2 separate regions of the Rattus norvegicus genome follow, and region 1 is linked to region 2. Evidence: chromatin contacts called from public Hi-C data. All regions are on one chromosome and are shown on one strand. Each heading gives the region's core, a stretch centred on a gene start, on an enhancer-like site or on the middle of the called end of the contact. The rest is flanking DNA. Distances are from core to core; before and after follow the strand shown. Region 1 has its middle 23 kb from the start of Ropn1l. Region 2 has its middle 27 kb from the start of Ankrd33b.

What was found. A called contact is a pair of places that touch in the nucleus more often than the background predicts.
Region 1: a contact with region 2 is called in a Hi-C map of frontal cortex, with 2.8 times the contacts expected there. The contact joins two enhancer-like sites. A contact is called at or near these places in 4 of 12 Hi-C or Micro-C datasets (frontal cortex, kidney, liver and 1 more).

Annotation. Positions count from the first base shown.
Region 1 is chr2:84,139,208-84,143,439 of GRCr8, reverse strand. No RefSeq gene overlaps it. Among named protein-coding and RNA genes, the nearest start is that of Ropn1l, 23 kb to the left of the region's middle. Within about 2 kb of position 2,234, at least 10 of the 93 cell types and tissues checked have an H3K27ac peak or open chromatin away from gene starts, as enhancers often do.
Region 2 is chr2:84,094,749-84,099,304 of GRCr8, reverse strand. No RefSeq gene overlaps it. Among named protein-coding and RNA genes, the nearest start is that of Ankrd33b, 27 kb to the right of the region's middle. Within about 2 kb of position 1,649, at least 26 of the 93 cell types and tissues checked have an H3K27ac peak or open chromatin away from gene starts, as enhancers often do.

The sequences.
Region 1 (4,232 bases), core at 985-3,484, 44 kb before region 2:
ACATCCTGGGTCAAGAAGGAACTTTGCATGCCACTGAGTTCTCACCCTCAGACACTCCTGTCATCACATTTTATGGATGAAGACACAGCTCCTTGTCCAAGTTCATTTGGTTGAAACGGGATGTTAGTGGCATGGCAGAAAAACCGAGGAAGTCTGCCTTCAAAATGAAGGCAGAAGAGAAATGTGGCTCCTAAGATTGGGGCAATGTCAGGATGGGGTGAAGGTTAATTTCTTGGTTCCCAATTGGAAGGTATGTAGGACAGGATCCCTGCAAGGGACACTTGAATAGAATTTGAGAGGAAGGTTTCATGGAAAATAATTCGCCAAGTGTGTAGGAGATGTCTTAGTCTGTTTTCATTGCTATAGCAGCACACCAGATTGCTTACAGAGCATGCAGATTTATCCCTCTCACAGTTCTGGTTCCCAGTTGGGGGACTGCCTTACCGAGGGGACCTCTCCAGGGTCCTGAGGCCGCAAAAGAGCTTCACCCAGCTCAGACAGCAGCCGCTGAGCTGGGACCTTGACTGTGTTTCTTCCCTATGCTGTGTTCACGATCCAGTGTTATGCATGGGTTCGTACTCTGAATAGAATCACACATTAGTCCAGAAAAAGTTCCAAAGCATCTAAAGAAAATATAGGCAGAGAAACAAAAGTCGAAGGTTGGTTATGCAAAACTGTGCTTGAGATGTATACAGAAATAGATTGCTTGTTCCATGCGGGCAGAGGCTGCGTACACAGCTTCCCAGAGAGTTTTGTAGCAGCAGACCTTACAGAGAGCTCTACTCTGGGCAGCTTTCTCTGGCATCCTAGAGGGCAGATGTCTAACAAGATGAAACCATGTCCTCAGACTGTCCACATGAACCAGGCAGTAGGCTCCTCTCTCCCTCCCAGCTGTTGGAGCTCATCTTCCAGCCCTTGGGCCAGTGGCCAGTCTTTTAATCTGGTCTTCCAATCTGCAGGATACCCTTCTCTTCAACCAGCCAATCCTGCTGTAGCGCCTGAGCCTGTATTAAACTCTCCTTGTTCAAATCACTGGGCAGCTGCTTTCTCTTCACTGGGTCCAGACGGACACGCTCCTTGACAGCACACCACACACAACTTAAAAGGAGATGCTGCTCCGTCTCTCATGGGCAGACAATACTGAGGGCACATGGCCAGAGCACGGGTCTTCAAGGTAAGAGACTGGCTTTGGAGCTAAGTGTGGGCTTTTGAAGGTGAGAACTTCTCAATCTTTGCCCTCATCTGTAGTCTGCAGATGATAATGGCCTTCGTGTAGATGGAGCAAAAAGCTAAGCTGCTGCAATGAAGTCATGTTGTGAATGAAAGCACATGGCTGATTCTCTAAAGGGACCCTGGGACGAGGGCTTCTTCATGAAAGAACTCCTGTGTTCCATGGGTCCTCCAGGAAAGCTGGTATCTCCATCCTCTCAGTTTGCCGTCCTCCTCTCTGCATGGTTGCCATTCACAGGAAGAGGTTAGTAGCCCAAGGAGGAAGAGCACATACTCATATATTGAGACCCAGACTCAGAAATGCTGCCTTCCACTGGGGCTAGGAAGTAAAAGAGACCAAGGATAGGGCTTCAAGTGTTGAAAAGGATACCCTCAATGACCTAAGGACCCACAATAGACCCCACTTCTTACAGGGCCCACCATCTCTCAACAGCACCCATGAACAGATTTATAATGGATCCAGAGGATAGTTGACAGACTGCACGATTCCCTGGGTCCTCATTCTCCTGAAATCCAGCCCACCCTGGCCTTCTGGATGAGCACTGAAAACCTCCAGCAGCTTCCCCACCTCGTGCATAGAAGTTCTTCAAAACTGACTCATGTTTTCTGAACTTTCAGCCATTGCTCCATATGCAAACACCCAGGAAACCTGAGCTCAGATTTCTCGAGTCCCAGATGGCTTCTAATTTGTGACGTGGGAGGAAAACTCTGTATTCCCTAGCAGATGTACAGGGGCTGCTGCTATTCATCTCACCACCACTTCCGACTTTCAGCATGGAAAGTTTCTCCCAAGCTCTATTGGTCTTAATTCTAAAATGTTAAAACAGAATGATGGGGGTGCGCATGCCTTTCCCACCAAGCCAAAGCCATTACCAAACAGACTATAGGTCACTGGGGTATCCCTTCAACCCCTGGGGGCTTGAAGACTCACCCTTGGTCTCTTTTACTTCCTAGCTATGGATTAAGCAGTTTTGCTCTGTCCCATGTTCTTGGAATGTCCTCTGCCTTCAGGAGAAGCTCAAGAAGCAAAGGTCTGCTCAGCCATAGAGTAGATCCCAAACCACGAGCCACAACAGACCTCACTTTATAATTTAGTTACTTCAGGTGTTTGGTTGTAGTTACAGGAAGCTGACTGACATGCTATCTATGGTAAGTCAGCATTCCAGGACCCATGGTAAGATTTTGAAAATATGGACCTACCTAAGTCTCATAAAACTATCTTGACATAGGACTGTCATGACCATTGGAGCTGGGCAAAGGGAAGCAGAACATGGTGGAGAACTGAACTAAAGCTTCCAAACTAGCCAGGAGTGGATTTGCAATTAAAAATCAATTTGGTTGCTGGAGCCCAGCAAGTTTTCTCTGTAGAACATCAACCAGGAAACAGTTTAAGGCTTTGCAGGACACATGTCTCCTACCACGACTACTCAGCCACTAACAATGTGAAGTGAAAAGTGCATTTGTGTCCAGGGAAATTTTATTGTTGGGGACGTAGAGATGGCCCAGTAGTTAAGAGAGAACACCGGAGGAGTGATGGCTCAGAGGTTAAGGGTGCACACTGCTCTGGCAACGGACCAGGGTGGAGTTCCCACTACCGATGCATCCATCGCAACCATCTATCAATCACTTCAGTTCCCAAAGACCCAAGGTCTTCTTCCTGTCTCCAGAGTCAGGTGGTGCACGTGTACACAAGCAGGCAAGACGTTTATACACGCTATATTTTTTATATACACGTTATAAAAATAAATCTAAGAAAACCCTTAATCACTCAACACCAAAGTCACAAGCTTATATAAATGTGCATCATTAACTTTTATGCTTCACCTCTTCGGTTAATTAATTATGTATAAAATCATTCTTAGCTCACTGCTTACACTTCCCTCTCACCTCATGAACTTCATGCAACTGACCTGGATGCTCTTTAGTTTTTTGGAGTTGTCTCCTAACACGTCACCCTCTGAGCACTGCTGGTCCCTGGTACCATCCTGGAAGCTCTCAGTCTTCCCCTGGGAGGTAGGTCCTGCTCTTGTCATTCACACTAAACTGGACAGTGTATGGCATGAGGTGGGACAAAGCCCTGCAGATACCAGGAAAGGAAGGTAGGATGAGCACTCACAGGAGCTGAGGATGAGGGATGCTCAATTGATCAGTCTCCTAGAAGTGGATGACAGAGGGCACCTGCTACTGTGCTCCGGAAGAGGATGCTGAGCCTGGTACTCTCAGTACCAACCTGGAGAGGGGACCACTGCTGAGGGAGGTCTGGTCAGACAGAAGCTGCTCGCAGTGCCTTCTCACCAGAGCCTTCCATCAGCCCGCCCTGACGACTCTCCTCCTAGAGCATGATCAGCAGTGTGTGTCTGCCTGGCCATCCAGGCTGGGGATAAACACACTCGCTTGCCTGGGTTACACTTACTTCATTGGTGTGCGTTTGGGAACGGGGGAGCAGCTGGAATTCATGTTTCCTGGGAAGGAGCAGGTGGAAGCGGAGGGGACCTGGTGGTTTCTGGGAATCCGCATCCTCCATAAAGTACGAGAGAGTGAATACTTGCGGTTTGCACAGACTGCCGTGACTGTGCATCTGCTGCTGTAGAGGAGAAGCAGCTGCTGTCAGCCCCGGGAAGATGAATGGGGCAGCTGCTCAGGCACGGCCTCTGGAGCTCCCTCTGGGCTCCCCGACCTCAGTTCCTGCCCCTCGTTAGCCTCGTGGGGCTGCTGTACCTGAGTACCTCAGGCTGGCCACAGGACTCACTCAGCCTTGAGACACCACTGAGACTAGAAACCTCAGTGTTGGCTGAGCCCTCTTCCTCCCAAGGTCACAAGGAAGACCCCTCCCCTGATTCTTCCAGGTTCTGCTGGCCTCTGGCTACCCTCAGTAGTCCTTGGCTTGTGGATGCATTGCGTAAATCCCTGCCTCCCTCTTCGCAGAGCCTTTATCTTTATCCAGACGGCCCATGTGAGGACGCTCACCTTACCCAAGTAGCCCCATCTTAAAACCACACCTG
Region 2 (4,556 bases), core at 400-2,899:
GGTGGCCACCTGTACTGTCCAAAAGGACACAAATTACAGGTTAGGACAGCCTAGTTCTGCCAAGACAGAATAAGCTAGTCCTTACTAATTCCTGTTTCACTAAGGTCTGTCAGATTCCTGGGCCAGAAGGCTGAAGACTGATGCTCCAACTTCCTGACATACTAGGGCTGTATCGGGAGGCCGCTGTCTCTACAACTTGTCTCCGTTCTAGAAGCTGTGTTAGGCTTCCTGTATTCTCAGATAATATTGGTTGTTCTCAGGTTTCTGACGGGGTTATCGTTGCATAGCCAACTCAGGCTATTTAACATTGAGAGAATATATTAAAGGAGAGTTTTCAGATAGTGTACAAGGTAACCAGGACATAATCCACATTTTAAGCCTTTCTTAAGTTAGGATAGATAACAGAGTGTTCTATGTAATTGACAAAAATGATGGACTGGGTGTTAGGTGTATTTTGTACTTTGTAGCTTACAGAATGGTAATAGTTGTGCTCAGCTTATATTTGAGAGAAAAGTTCCTTTTTTAATTAGACAGAAAGGGTGAAATGTGGCAGAACCTTCCCCTAATGAATAAAGATATCAAGGGACCAATCAATTGGCAAGAAGTAGGTGGTACATCTGGGTCAGAGGAGGCAAGGAAAGGACTGGGGGGGGCGTAGAGGTAGGGCAGGGGGGTAGTGGATGGCATGGAGTCCAAAATATAGGTAGGGGAGGCCCCTAGTTCAGGTGGTGGATCTATTGGGATTTGCTACTGGAGGATTTAACTTAGAATGGCTTACATTTAGGATGCTAGCTGCTGTTCCAACGATCGTGTTACCTCTTGATTCTAAACAAACAAACAAACAACAACAACAACAACAAAAAAGAGTGCAGCTTTCTCTGTGGTCATTTACATCCTCCAGACCTTTTATTTTTTAGACTTAAATCCACTTGTGTGACCTTTACCCATCCTAACATTTGAGCATTTGCTTCTGAGCCTACCTCCTTTCCAGCTGGATGAATTGCCACGGACAGGTGACACTTTTCTTTTTAAATGTCTGTGCATGTGTGTTTGTGTGAGGATATGTACACACAAATGCAGTCGCCCTGCAAGTCTAGAAGAGGGGATCATATCCCCTAAAGCTGGAGTTACTGTGGTTGTGAGCTGCCTGGTATGAGTGCTGGGTCCTCTGCAAGAGAAATATGAGTTCTTAACCTCTGAGCTATCTCTCCCTCAGGTGACATCTTCATTTCCACTCACTTCAGCTTCGTGGGATGTGCTTCCCAGAACTTCTGGTGACTGGCATTCTTAAACAGAAAAGAGGAGGTCTGCTTCTGAATTCAGATAAGATGGTGCCCAGCAAAACCCATGGGCCACTCACTCAGCATGGTCTCTTGAGCCTTAACAGCCTTCATTGTTTTTGACAGGACACTCTGGGAGGGTCCAGTGCTGCAAAATCCTGAAGAAATGCAGAATCTTGGAAATCACTGCCTGGTTCACATGCCACAAGGAACAGAAAGCAGGACACAGCCATCTCTGCCAGTGTTTCTCTCCTTTCTCTTTTTACATAAATTCTTATGTAATCCAGCACCTGCTCTATACAGGGCCATCTCAGCCTTCCCTGTGTTAACTATCATCCCACACTCACTGTCACAGCCTCCTACGTTCCCACTCTTTTTCTCTCACACACACATATGGCCGCAGTTCCAGGAACACTTATGCATACAATCATACTCTGACATGCACTCTCTTCGTGTGTGTGTCTCTCTCTCTGTTTCTGTTCTCTGTCTCTCTCATACAAACATCCCTCCCTCCTGGGGTCTTCTACATGGGACTGTAGATGGCCAATGTGTGTCAGTGTATGGATGTGCACAATGTGTGCATGAATGTGTGTGAGAGAATGTGAGTGAGACTTGAGTGTGAATGTTTGAGACGTGTGGAGCGAGGGTGTGAGAAGACATGTGTGTGCGTGTGTAAGTGTTAGACTACACAGCAGGCACCGACACCTTTGGATGAACTGTGAGTGTTTGGGGGACCTCTGGAAGGAACCAGACTCCTTTCTCAACATTTTTGGGGGCCTTTGACCTTGGTCGTGACATCCTCTGCAGGTGCCTTGTACCCTTAGGGTGACTCCAAACTACACTCATCATCTAGGACACCCTGGTGCTAAGATAGGAATGAACTCCTTGCTAGCAGAACATGCTGTGCAAGGTAGAATAGGAGCAAATAGAAGCTCCCACACCACCCACGCACAAGGCTGCAGCAGGCAGGGGGATGACTGATGGCTGAGTCCTAGGCAGCTGTGGGAGCAATCCCAGCCAAGGCTCACTGCTCTGAGGCTTAATTAATGCTTTTCCTTGTTATTTTATGTCAGTCTCCTTCCAACGAGTCTCCGCAAACGACGCTGTAGTTTGAGCTCCCTACCCCTACACACACAAGCATTCATTTAAAAGTAGCCCAATAAAATTCAACCCAGAGCAGGACACCTTTGACCATTAGCTTGGGCTAGTTTTATAAAGTAGTATATGTGTGTATTTATACGTATATAAATTAACACACATATACATATATTTAACTAGTCTGAATGTTGCTAATCTTTTCCCTAGGGCAGAATCTTGTGGGGATGTGGCTGGAATCGAGGCAATTATAGTTGAGATCGGATGCATCCCACTGTGCTGAGGAGCTCCCTATCTTCCCACCCCTAGGTGAGTTCTGCAACATTCCTGACGAGGTGTCACCTGTTCCTCTGCTTCCTGCAATGCCATATCCTCATCTCACCAGACTTGTACCACTGCCAGGCCCCTGCCCTTTGGTTCTGTCAGCTAGAGACTTTCGTGGTGATCTAAGAAGCACTGACACAGGGCGCCCCAGCCTGCCTCGGAAGGGCTTTGTTGCCAGCCTCTTAGTTTTGAAGGCTCATTGGGTAGAAACAGAAATGAAAGCTGAGACATCATTCAAGGGCAGACAAGGAGCTGGGAGAGCCCAGGTTTCCCCACAGTTCCGTGTGCGGAAGACTCTGTGAACTAGAGTGTAAGGAGACCTCCGAGGTCGGAAGCCACCAGCAAACAGGGCTATCATGGCCTAACACTAGAGACTTGGAAGTCACTGGGCTATCATAACCCAAACACCACAGATTGGGGACATCAGATGGGCTGGCCTGACCCAACACAACAGACAGGGGAGGTCAGGTGAGTTATCAAGACCAAACACCAGAGACTGGAGAAGTCTAGGGTTGAGGGCCGGCTGCCTCAGTCCCTGGACCGTTTACTCGCATGCACTTAGCTGCGTTTTAATATCCTCACATGGCAGAGAGAGAGTTCAGGCCACTAATACTGATGTAGGGGCCTCATCTTCATGAGCCCATGGATACCTGATCACCTTCCAGCTCCAACACACGGGGGGCTGAGCCGTCATCCTAAGATTGAGGGCGTGGCTGAACCATAACTGTAGTAAAAGATAATTTTTAAAATCCTCTACCCTACCTGCCTTAGACCATTTATGTTCTGGATGAAAGACACACACACACAGCCTTGAATTTTAAAATATGTCTTAGGGTACAATAGCTAGACAGCTGCCTGCCCTCTATGTTGTTAGAACCCACTTTCTTATTGATAATTCTAGTTACTACTTACTAAGTTCTTTGTGCCACCTGAGTTGCTCTTAACTTCAACTACGCAGCCCTCTGGACCATGTTCTCTTGACTCCTAACCCATGTCCGCTCTCCTTTCTCTTCTCCTGCATGTTCTTTCTCCCACGGTGGCTTCTTCGGCCTCTCTGCCCCTTCCCTGAGCCTTCCAAAACTCAACCCCACCTATTTCTCTTCTCCTCCGCTATTGGCTGTTGACATCTTTATTTACCAATCATAATCAACTGGGGGAAAGATCACTCGGTGTCCTATGTGTTGGGGCAAACAGCCTCGAGGCCCCAAATTAACATTAGATTACAACCAACATTCAGCCAACCCACTATGCTTAACTACTGATAGAGGAGTCCTGACCTATGGTAGAACCTTCTCCAACCTGGCCCAACCTGTGCCTTTTCTTTCCCAATCGTGGGATCTCTTGGTCCCATGAGACACCTGTCTCAGTGTGGCCTGATGCCTTGACTTCAGGAGAGCCCACCACCTTTATTATCCCAGTGACAATAAACTCCATTCCTTCACATGGGAATCCTGGGAGAGCCTCCCCTTCTGGAGAAAACAGAAAACTTCTACCAACCAAACCTTCTAAAGCAAGGTCTGTTGTTTGTTTTCAGTTGTTTTTGTTTTGAGATAAAGTCTCATTCTCTAGCCTAGGCTTGCCTGGAACCGACTGTATATAGCTCAGGCTAGATTCATACTTGCCTGGGAAGTGCTATTTTATTATTTTAATTTTTCTTTAAAAATATTTATTTTTATGCATACGAATGATTTGCCCACATGTGTGGCTACGCACTATGTGTGTACCTGGTACCTACGGAAGTCAGAGGAGAATATCAGATCACCTGAAGTGGAGTCACAGACAGTTGTGATCTGCCACAATGGTTATGGGAATCAAACCTGGGTTCTCTGTAAGAGCAGCAAACACCCTTAACTGCTG